2 separate regions of the Mus musculus genome follow, and region 2 is linked to region 1. A link is a contact called in public promoter capture Hi-C data. All regions are on one chromosome and are shown on one strand. Each heading gives the region's core, a stretch centred on a gene start, on an enhancer-like site or on the middle of the called end of the contact. The rest is flanking DNA. Distances are from core to core; before and after follow the strand shown. Region 1 holds the start of Dnajb6 (DnaJ heat shock protein family (Hsp40) member B6). Region 2 holds the start of Ppp1cb (protein phosphatase 1 catalytic subunit beta).

Evidence for each region. Capture Hi-C pulls out chosen DNA fragments and counts their contacts.
Region 2: a contact with region 1 is called in a promoter capture Hi-C map of liver, with 2.5 times the contacts expected there. The contact joins the promoter of Ppp1cb here to the promoter of Dnajb6 in region 1. A contact is called at or near these places in 1 of 39 promoter capture datasets (pre-B cells) and 1 of 9 other capture datasets (liver).

The regions. Positions count from the first base shown.
Region 1 is chr5:29,733,602-29,739,364 of GRCm38.p6, forward strand. Dnajb6 (DnaJ heat shock protein family (Hsp40) member B6) reads left to right here and starts at 2,297. Exons shown (of 8, transcript NM_011847.4): 1 at 2,297-2,515. It overlaps Gm5129 (predicted gene 5129), which reads right to left and starts at 2,335. Exons shown (of 1, transcript NR_028426.1): 1 at 1,733-2,335.
Region 2 is chr5:32,455,377-32,461,139 of GRCm38.p6, forward strand. It overlaps Ppp1cb (protein phosphatase 1 catalytic subunit beta), which reads left to right and starts at 3,594. Exons shown (of 8, transcript NM_172707.3): 1 at 3,594-4,031. The coding sequence starts at 3,980.

The sequences.
Region 1 (5,763 bases), core at 1,047-3,546:
CTGGAGCCCTGGCTTATACTCCCAGATCCATGAACACTTTTTTTCCAAATTGTTCAGTCAAGGGGTGTTGAATATGGTGGCTCTTACCTGTAATTTCTAATTTCTGGAGGTTAAGGCAAGAAGATTATCTCAAGGTTGTTGCCAGTGAGGTCTACACAAACAAGACAGTAAGACTTTGCCTCAAAAAAAAAAACAAAACAAAACAAAAAAAAAAAAAACAAAAATCAAAAACCAAAAAACAAAACAAAAAACCAGGAAATGGAAGTGATGCCTGAGGATTTCTTTTCAGAGACCTATATTTTTTTTTTCATTTTTTTTTCCGCTTTTTTTAAAAACAGAAGTCTCATTCTATATATTCTGTAGTCTTGGATGAACTGACCTCACAGAGATCCTCCACCTCTACCTCCCAAATTCTGGGATTAATAAGGTGTTCATTGGGGCTGGAGAGATGACTCAGTGGTTAAGAGCACCAACTGCTCTTCCAAAGGTCCTGAGTTCAAATCCCAGCAACCACATGGTGCCTCACAACCAACCGTAATGAGATCTGATGCCCTCTTCTGGTGCATCTGAAAACACCTACAGTGTACTTAGATATAATAATAAACAAACAAACAAACAAGGTGTTCATTCCCAGCCCCCAAAAGACTTTAATATAGATTTAATATCATGGGTCTTTTGAAAGCTCTGGGGAAAGATAAAACTAGGTCTACATGCAAACATGCACATGTCTGGAGTGAATCACATCCCCTGGAGCTGGAGTACTAGGCAGTTGTGGATCACCTGATATGGGTGTTGGGAATTGAACTCAGATCCTCTAGAAAGAGCAACTAATGTTTTTTACTGAGTCATCTCCTCAGACCCTGTGTTAGAATTCTTTTTTTTTTTTTTTTTTTTTTTTCTGAGACAGGGTTTCTCTGTGCAGCCCTGGCTGTCCTGGAACTCACTCTGTAGACCAGGCTGGCCTGGAACTCAGAAATCTGCCTGTCTCTGCCTCCCAAGTGCTGGGATTAAAGGCATTTGCCACCACTGCCCTGCGTGTTAGAATTCTTAAATGTCATGTGGCAAGAGGCTTCAGCCAGACTCTGAGGCGAGGGGACTCCTTTCCCTATTCTCTACCTTATAACTGGCTTTGTCTTTCGGCGCTGCTTCAATAGAAAGCTTGGGTTGCTGGGCTGTCAGCCCTGGAGTATGCAAGCACACACACCTTCCACTCGTCACTAGGCCAGACTCCTTGATTCCTGCCATTGAGGGTGGTAGTGGGTAAGATTGAGAGCAGAAAGGTGGAAGGAGAGGTGGAGGAAGGTAAAGGAAAGGGCGGGAACTTTTGTGCTTAGTTTTCATTTCAGTCTTGGACAGCCATCTTGTAGGGCTGAAAGTCAATTAGAAAAGAGATCTGGCCAAATTCTATGTTTCACAAAAGGGGAAGTGTAGTGTTTGGGAACCTTGGGGGCAGAACAGAAGCAAGGAGACAAGGAGCCATTCTGGAGGGTTCTATCTGGAGTTGAGTATATCCTACATGTGAGGGAGCATCCAAGGATCTGTGACTTCAGATCATGGGTCTCCACATCTTCTGTGCTTGTCCTTCTCAGGCGTTGAGAAGGTGGGCGTCCAACCATAACATTCTGAGATCAATATGTTCTCTTTCATTCTTACTTTCCAGTGCAGTGTTAGCTAACCTTTTGAAACTTACTGGGCAAGATGAAAAACTACTCATCCTATGGGTGTAAGTGGGGGTGGGGTGAGGATTTAAATGTCTATTTATTTATACAGGAGCTTATTGATTTATTGAGACAGGAGCTTATTGTGGGATCTGATGTCCTTCTCGGGTGTGTCCGAAGACAGTACATTCACATACAAAAAGTAAATACATCTTTAAAATAACCGTGTTTGAAATCTAGACCCTGGATTCAGCACTGCGAGTTGGTAATGATGAGGCCTCTCACGGTTCACTCTAAGTCGGGCCTGCTTGTTGGGTCGGCCGAACCTCGGGACCACAATTCTCCAAGTCCATAGGAGTGTGAGTCATACTACGCTATCAGGTCCTTATCTCCGAATCCACTGTGTCAGAGGCTGTGAGCGTCCTTCCTCCCAGCCTGCTTCCGGGCAAACGCAGGCTCCTTGGTTCGGCTACAGTCGCCTCAGGCTTTAGAGCCCTCCAGGCACAGAGCTTGCGCAAGGGGACGCTTCCCGCCCTATTCAGCCACCTTCGCCTATGTAAACCCTCCAGAATCCCACCGTCCTCAGCTCCGAGAATCTTCCGGAACGCTAGACCAGCGCTATCAAGTCCGACGCGCACGGAGGCTGCTGCGCACGTTAGCTTCAGGGCCGGGCGGAAGTCGACGTCGCCGGGCCGCGCCGCCACCGCGTGACGCACTTCCTGTTTGTTGTTGGAGAAAAGAAGAGAAAGGAAAGCGCGAGGAGACGCCGCCGCCGCCACCGCCACCAGCGCAGCTGTGCCACAGCCGCGAGGAGACCGGCCGCCTGACTTCCCTCCTCGCTGGCCGCCGTGTCCTCGGTGAGGGTCCGCGAGCCGCGGCGAAAAGCAGGGTTGACTACGGCGGGAGGGGAAGGCCTGCGAATGGGCTAACCCGCTTGGCTCCCGGAATACGGGTGCAGGAACCGGGTCGACAGTGGGGCCGGTACTGCTCACAAGGCCGAACGGGTTCCAGTCTAGGCTGTAGTCTTGTGTCTAGGTCTGGGGCTTAAGGTGTTCCTGGTCTGGGCCGGTTGTAGATTGGGTCTGTGGAGAGCGTTTGCCGTTCTTGGTCAGGCCTAGCTCGGGGCTTAGCTGCGGTCCGCTTCCCTAGTTCTCTGGTCGAAGGTGGCGGTTGGGTCCGGCACGCGCTAGGTCGGCCGCAGAGCTCCAGGAGTAGGCAAGGCTGGTGTCACCCAGTCCTGGCGTCCTCACTGCATTCTGCAAGCAAGGGGTCAGGTGGCCTGCGAAGAGCAGGACTCCCATGGAAGGCGCAATCACCGGCCCAGGCCTCCAGGCAGCGAAGGGGGCCGGGTGGGAAGGCCAAGGCGGTTTCCAGGGACTGTTGGGAAGTTTGCTAGGCGACCCGCCTGGCTCAGCTTACTTTTAAAACTAGTTTGATGTTGGCCTCGAAGGTTGCTTTGCTGTGGTTTACGTAACAAAGTTTATGTAACTGGAGTTTACACTAAGTCTTAATTTACTTCGGTTGTGTTGACAAGGAACTCTGCACTGCAAACTAAAAGGTCTTAAAAACTTTGGAGATGGAGTTTTTTTTTTTTTTTTTAAACAGGAGGGGTTTGTCAAGTTTTAAAAGCTTTGTTACCGAAGAAGTTGTATGTGAACCGTTGAAAGGGAATGGTGGGGATGGTCCCACCTTCTAAGGTGGGGAGTGCCTGCCCAGTGCAGCCACTTTGGTTTTTTTGTAACGTCTTTATTTGAACCTTAGATTTGTGGTTAGGGTTTACGCATTCTAGGCCGTAGAATCTCAGGACGCTCAGCTTGCTAGGGAAGTGATACCAACTTTAAGGCAACTGTTTTAGTAGAAATATTGGACATAAAAGCCAGAGGAGGGAACAACCTAAAGAACAAGCGCCCTGATATTTGAACTTAGTCTGTTCTTGTTTGTAAAGTAAACCCCACAGTAGACTTACTGATTCCTGGAAGGACTCCTTTGTTGTACTTTGGGATATCGCCACCACAGGCCGAATTGCCCTCCGGTGTGTGATTACGGTGTCATCAGTACACACACTTGGGTGGAGCTTTGGAATTAGGAAGAACATGAAAGAAATATGGGAAGAAATGCTGCCTTTTGTAGGTATGGTTGACTTGGAAGTTTCAGTCTTCTCTTCACTCTTGCCCAGGCAGACCATGCCTGTCTTTTTGTTTGTTTGTTTGTTTGTTTTTGAGACAGGGTTTCTCTGTAGCCCTGGCTGTCCCTGAACTCACTTTGTAGACCAGGCTGGCCTTGAACTCAAATCTACCTGCCTCTGCCTCCCAAGTGCTGGGATTAAAGGCGTGTGCCACCACGCCCGGCTTGCAAACTTTTTTGGTATTGTTTTGTGTACCCCTGGCTGTCCTGGAACTCACTTTGAATAGCAGCCTGATACCAAACACAGAACTCTGCCTCCTGCTGGGATTAAAAAAAGGTGTGCACCCTCTGCACCAGCCACATCTTTAGAATTGTAAAGAAGGCACTTTGTTATCCCTGTCCACTATTGGTGTGATAGCGTGTGCCTTTTACATTATTTAATACTCAAGGATGTGCGTGTACTTTTAGACCTTGTCTGATGCCTTTCTAAAGAACAAGCAAATAGAACAGAATTGTCCTTTCGACTTGGTTCTGCTTTGCAGGATTCTTAAAAACTGACACTTTGAAAATGATTGTATGTTAAGTCTTAAATTTACCCAGGACACCATCTGGTAGTGAAGGGCCTACAGTTAAAGGCAGGATTTTGTAGGAGGGATTAGAGTGGCAAATTAATATTATTTTCATGTATAGAGTTTAAGAGAGTAACTTTGGGAATAAAGTCACAGTGAGCTGTGTAGTGTTGTGTGGGTCCTTGATACCAGTAATTCAAGAGGGTGAGGTAGAATTTTAGGTAGAGGCCATCTTGGCCTGTAAAGTGAGACTCTACTTCAAGCAGTAAGCCTGAGGTTAACCAGAAACGAGCTGGTGAGAACAAGACGGAAATGTTACTGTTGTAATTGGGCTGGTGAGGTGGTTAAACACCTAAAGCATAGGAAGAAGGCCTGAGGACTAGAGTTGGAACCCAAATAAGGATGGCAGGAGGGCATTGACTCAAAGTTGTCGTGTGGACTCCACAGGTGTGCCCCTCCCCTAATGAGCGTGGGAGGGAGAAATGGACCATTTTCTCCTGAAGCCACAGTGTACTGTTTCTGAGTGCTCCCCAAGCATGTTTAAGTCTGCTAAAAATCCTTTTTTTGGAGGTGGTGGTGGTGGGGGAGCCTGGAGACTGACTTAGTAGATAAGCCAGCTAGTAGCTAGTTGGATTTGTTTGTTTCTTCAGAGACAGGGTCTCTGTAGCCCTGGCTGTCCTTGGTTGAACAGCCTGGCCTGGCCTCACAAATATCCTCCAGTTTCTGCCTCCCAAGAGCTGGGATTAAAGGAATGCACCACCATGTCTGGTCTAGGAATTTCGTTTTTATTAGATAGACCTATGGATAAAGTGTTCTGTCAAACTCTAATTTTGAGAGCTGGGTGTGGTCATGCACACCTTTAATCCCAGCACTCGGGAGGCAGAGGCAGGTGGATTTCTGAGTTCGAGGCCAGCCTGGTCTACAAAATGAGTTCCAAGACAGCTAGAGCTACACAGAGAAACCCCGCCTCGAAAAAACAAACAAACAAACAAAACAAAACAAAACAAAACTCCATAATTTTGGATGACCAAGGAAGAGCACATGACTATTTTCATATGTTGCTCCTACCTGAGAGTGCAAAATGCTAAAATACTTTTTATCTCCTAGGGTTACAGGTTCATCTAAAGAGGATTTTGTTCCATGTACTTCAGTTGGCTATAGGGTAGTTTTCTCTTAAAAGTACTCTCTAATCCAAGTCATAAAGACCTTTTCAGGCATTGTGAATAAATGCCATTGATTCTGGCTTCAACTGCTTAACTGTGATGTATTAAATAATAGTATTAAATGCTAGGGTCTTCAGAAAGGTTCCTTTATGAAACACGTGATTTTTGTCCCCTGTAAAATTTTGTATTTTGGGGGGAAAGGGGATGATATTGAACCTGAAAAAAGTTGCATGTGAGGTATAGGTGTGT
Region 2 (5,763 bases), core at 2,344-4,843, 2.7 Mb after region 1:
ACAACTTTTTTTTTTGATTTTTCGAGACAGGGTTTCTCTGTAGTCTTGGCTGTCCTGGAACTCACTTTGTAGACCAGGCTGGCCTCGAACTCAGAAATCCACCTGTCTCTGCCTCCCAAGTGCTAGGATTAAAGGCGTGCGCCACCACCGCCCGGCCATACAACTTTTTAAAAAGAACATGTGTAATGAACTGGATGCACTTTAAGTTGCAAATAATAATTCATAAATTCTATATTATAAATTCTAAATGGGCTTTTATATTAAATATAAAAATACATGGTTTTAGTTTTAGGAGATCTATTGATTTTATAACATTTTAGAAAACTCATCTTGGGCTAGAGTTATAGTTCAAAGGCAGAACACTTTCTTAGTATGTGTTTGGATCTATGTTCGATTCCCCAGAACCAAAAGGAGAGAGTGGCAGGGAGTGAGTGAGTGGGGAAAAGAAAGGAAGGAAGAAAGAAAGAGCTCAGCAAATTATTCTATTTATCAGAGTCAATTGAAAGAGAAACTTAAGAAACCAAGTAGTTAAACCTCCAATGCAGAAAGTGAATGGAAAGACTTTTGTTGCAAGAGACCAACTTGTATTAATGACAAACCATTTCAAGTATGTCATTTGAAACAAAGTTTCATTTTGTATTCTTTTCCTCACCAATAAGATGCTGTTGGTGCAAACTCCTGGTATGCTGTTTGAAGGAGGCATCCTTTCACACTAAAAGAGAAACACTTTTACCTATGTAGATGACAGGTTTTGTTGTAACAAACTAAGGCTGACCTAAATACATACTGCTCCTGTAATCTCCTTGTAAGAGAAAGGGAAGGGCCACAGACTCAACATTTCAGCCATTAATCACCATTGATGGTGACTGTTCATCTATCTTTAATTACCTCTACTTAACAGTTCTCCTAGCTGACAACGGTTAATGAATTCCTTCAGTCACTAGGGATTTGTTTTCTATTCAGTTTATCTTGAAGGATAAAGATAAATTGTTCTACTGAAAAATCTACTCCCCCACTCCAGGTGGTGGTGGTGGTGGTGGTGGTGGTGGTGGTGTGTGAGGAGGACTATCTGTGTGTCCCTTTTGGGGGCCAGGATAAAGGAAAAGTCTTTGCCCCAAGGTCAGAGAAGAGGCATTTAGTTATATTCGCTTTAATTATTTTGGACTAGGGGAGAGTAGTGTGTGTATAATAAAAGTACATATGTACATATTAATATAGAAGATAGGGAGTGTCTTAAGTGTTTGTTAGCTTGTTTGGGATTTTTCTTTTTCTTTTTTTTTTCTTCTCTCTTCTCTCTCTCTCTCTCTCTCTCTCTCTCTTTCTTTCCTTTCTTTCCTTCTCTCTTTCTTTTTTGAGACAGGCTTTCTCTTTTAGCCCTCCCTAGCTGTCCTGGAACTTGCTCTGTAGACCAGGCTGGCCTCAAACTCAGAGATCTGCCTGCCTCTGCCTTCCAAGCGCAAGGATTAAAGGTGTTTGGCACCACAGCTCTGCAAATTTTTACATTTCTTTTGGGGGGACATTTCATAGAAAAGTTTGTTGGACTACTAGTAACAAAAATTCTCTCAGCTCTGTGTAATGACACACACATTTAATCTCAGCACTAGGGAAAAAATAGGCAGGTAGATTGCAGAGTTTGATGCCAGCCTGGTCTACATAGTGAGTTCCAAGCCAGCAAGGGGCTGCATAGTGAGACACTGTTTCAAAATAAAAAATAACAAAAATGATGCCCCTCCCTGGAAAAAAAATCCCAACATTTTCTGCTATGACCCATTTCTTTTTCAATCTTCCAAGACACTGGAAAACCTGACGGGGAATGGAAACTCTGACCTTCTCTCTTGTTTCCTTGAACCCATAATTCTGTCGGACTGAATTGTGTCCTGTTTACAGCAACTCTCTTTTCAATGATCACTTTTTCTCTTTGTAGTCCCATTGGACGGGGGTACCCTTTTTAGCATGTCTGCATATAATTGAACTTTAGTTGTGGATAAGACTTAAAAGTTCTTTTCCTTGGGACTTATAGGGCCCATAAAAACATAAGACATCTACATAAGCATTCCCAAGTATTCTGAATTCTTAAAGTCATGGAAGAGATAGATTTGGAGAAATGGCATCAAAATATCTACCTCCATTTGTAACTGGTGTTTCAGTTTCTTAGTTTCTAGAAAGCAGAGAGTCAACTTTTTAGCCCATCTTTTTCAAGTTAACAGAATCTTCCAGCGTGCATTTTGGAAATAAAGCCCCTGGTTTAATCTGATCTTTCCCATGCTTGGTTTCCTTTTTTTTTTTTCTATTTCCTTCTTTACTTTTAAAAAGTATTTTTATGCATATGAGTGCTTTGTCTGCATGTATGTTTGTGTACTATGTATAGTGCCCATAGAGAGGACCGAGAGGGCATCAGATGCCCTGGAACTGTTAGGTCTCAAACCTGGGACAAATGACAGAGGTACTTATTTAACATGTGAAAGTGGTTACTGGACCCAGGTTCTCTCAGCCATTCCTACCTGTTACAGGGTATGTATGGCATGCACACTCCCTGCCCTAATCTTCTCTTTCCCTCCCCCTCAGAGTCATGCTCGCTCTGAATATTCCCAGATGTCTTTCCTCCCAACTATGTTCTCCCATTTATCTCTAATAAACCTTTTTCTTCATCATACCTAGAAGCAATCATGTCCTTTTCTTTTTATTTTATTTTTATCAGAATCAAAATTACAGATAGATAGTTGTAACCATGTGGGTGCTGGGAATTGAACCCATGTCCTCTGCAAAAAAACAGGCAGTGCTCCTAACCTCTGAATCATCTCTTCAGTCCCTGTATTTGTTTTTAATTTATCCCAACTGCAAGCATTTATTATGTAGCTGAAGATGACCTTGGGCTTCTGGATCTTCTGCCTCCATCTCCCAGTTGTAGGGATTACAGGTCTCTTATGCCCGGTAAATGTGATTTTTATCCTCTAGGAACCGAGTGCAGTAGAGAAATGTTTAAAAATCACAAGATAAGAGAATTAAGCAATATAAGAAATCAATGAACAGAAAAGAACTATAGAAAAGTGGTATCCTGAGTGTATGGAGATGTCGGGAGCGTGTAAAATCTTATTGCTGTTGACTGAGGCCCACTTTGAATCCTGTTTCTTCTAGGGTCACCTGGCGAATCAGCGACTCTGGTGATGTGATACAGAGCCCTTGATCTGCAATGTCAATCTTTTTCAACAGAGAAGTCTCTTATCTCCAGCACACCTGGGTTTCCAACATAGGCAACTGAAACCCACGTTTCCGGGTTAGCGGAAATACGAGCAATTGTTTTGAAAACCAGTGACTGAAACCTAGAAAAGAAAAGCAAGGCGGGAAGAACGCAATAGTTAACTCTGCGGAACCACCAGGCCCTGGGGAGCAGGGAAGGAAGGTCATTCCAGCCTACGCCGGCTCTGCGTTCACAAGCAAGGCAGGCTCCGCCCTGCGCCTGCGTAGTGGCGACTGTTCGTTGCAGTGGAACGCCTGAGAGAGGGAATCGCTCCTGCGCGTTAGCAACCGCGGAGGGGAGGGCGGGGAGCTGGAGAGGCAGGAAGGGGACGTGGCGCGCGTGCGCGCAGTTCGGCGCGGCTAGGCGGCCCGCAAGGGCGGAGGGGAGGGAGTGACGCTGAGGGCGGGGCTGTCCGTGGCGCTGCCGAGCTTTGCGGAGCTGGGCGGTGCCGAGGAGGAGGTGGAGGAGGCGGTGGCGGCTGGGGTCTGACGCGGCCCGGTTCCTGACGCGGCCCGGTTCCTGGGGGCCTGCTTGTTTATTTATTTATTTCCAGTGGGCGCCGCCAGCGTGTGCGCGCGCTGTCGCTGCTCGGCGGGGAGGGGGTGGGGGGAGGGCCCGCGCCCGGGGGGAGTTGGAGCCGGGGTCGAAACGCCGCGTGACTCGTAGGTGAGAACGCCGAGCCGCCGCCGCCGCCGAGAAGCCCTGTTAACGCTTTAGGGAGGAGAGTCTGGTGCCGACAAGATGGCGGACGGGGAGCTGAACGTGGACAGCCTCATCACCCGCCTGCTGGAGGGTGAGTGCGGCGCCGGCTCGTCTCCCCACCCGGCCGCGGGGCCCTTCCCGCTCGAGCTGAGGTCGGAGAGGAGGGCAGGCGGGCGGGCGGGCGGGCGGGCCGGGTGCCCCAGGAGGCCAGGAGCGCGGGCTGGCGGGCGGGCAGGCGGGGAGGCCGGGCCGAGCGAGGCCGGAGGCCCATCGGCTGGTACAGTCTTCCCGAGAGGCGGCCGGGCTCCGCTTGGCCGCTGTGCTGGCCTCTGCAGACCGTTCCGAAGAAGGGGCGAGGATGCCTGCCGCTGGGCTTTGTGTGTCCGTGGAATGTGTATTTCTCGGTTCTCTTTGTGCGTTGCCCTTGGCAGCCTCCGATGGTCGTTCCGGTAGTGAATTTTACATAAAACCTTCCCAGTAAGGCTCTCGGATCGTTTGCATTTTACTGGATGCTCTAGAAAGAATTAGGGAGAGGATACGATGACTAGTTTACCATTTATTATCTGGAGTATAAAAAAACAGTAAAAATCCTGAATCAGGTTAAAGACGTCCGTTAGAAATACGAAACGCCCGGATACATGTGCTGAAGGGGTTGATTTGGGGGCTTTTTTTTTTTTTTAAACATGTTTGAGCCGAGTTTAATTTCTGCACAAACTTAGCAAATGTCTGTTGTGAATAATCTCTTGAGCTTAAAAGGTATTTTACAAGTGTTCTCAGCATTTGAAGTTCCGGGTTCTTATGCTTTTATCGATTAGTTTTGTGTTGGTGGGAACATAAGGAGAAAAGAGGAGATGGAGAGGCCAGTAGTTAAATGTATTGGTCCGTTGGGGGATACTGTTCGAAGTTAAAGGCGGGTCTTGGTCAAAAGAACCCTTTTACGCTATAAAATTTGCGTCGTCACTAATTGTGGAGTGTGTAAAAAAGAATTGCGTTTTTGAGTGGTTAAGAGTCCTTTTTGTCAGCCTCCTAATGAATGCGTGTGTTTACTACAGCGAAGCTGTTTGTGTTTGGAATTTTACCAAAGAGCGTGGAGAGGGGTGACTTTTCTTTAACTAGTTAAAGTACGAAGTATTTATTCTCTGTTTAAAACAACAACAACAACAAAACAACTCTGTTTATATGCTCCAGATGTAAAAGCTTTCCAGCAGCCTTAAGGCTGAGAAAAAGGCAGAACTTTTACCAGGAACTCTTTCTTATTTACCTTCTCCTTTAGTATCAAGTTATTCCTGGGAGGCCCCCTGGTGCTTGCTGTGTTTACTGCTTGGGATTTTGTGGTCTTTAATTGATAGAAACATCTTGCTGGGTCTGTGAGAAATTTGTTTAGTTAAAAAAAATTTATGCTTGTAGTACATGGCTGGCTCTATTAGGGAAATATAGTTATTTTAAATCTTTATATCTTGTTACTCTTCGGAGAAGGGGAATTTAAGCCCACCACTGTTTTCATATAATCTAAATTTTAAATTAAATTTGGATCAGATTTTATCGCAGTTTATTAATATTTTTAATTTTTCATAAATACCTTATAGCAGATGCATGTATTTTAAACCGATCTAGAAGCCTTTAAATCAAATGTACTTCTATACAGTTACAGATGCTTAAATACAACTAATAGAGTGGGAGTTGTAGAGAAAAAGGGGAAAGTAGCCTGAGCTATATCATTGTTAAATATTTGGTTCTATCATCAGTCACCAGCACCCACCAGTCCCCCCTTCTTGGGTAAGAATACGTTCTTTTTTTCTAATATAGCAAGTGTTTATTGACTG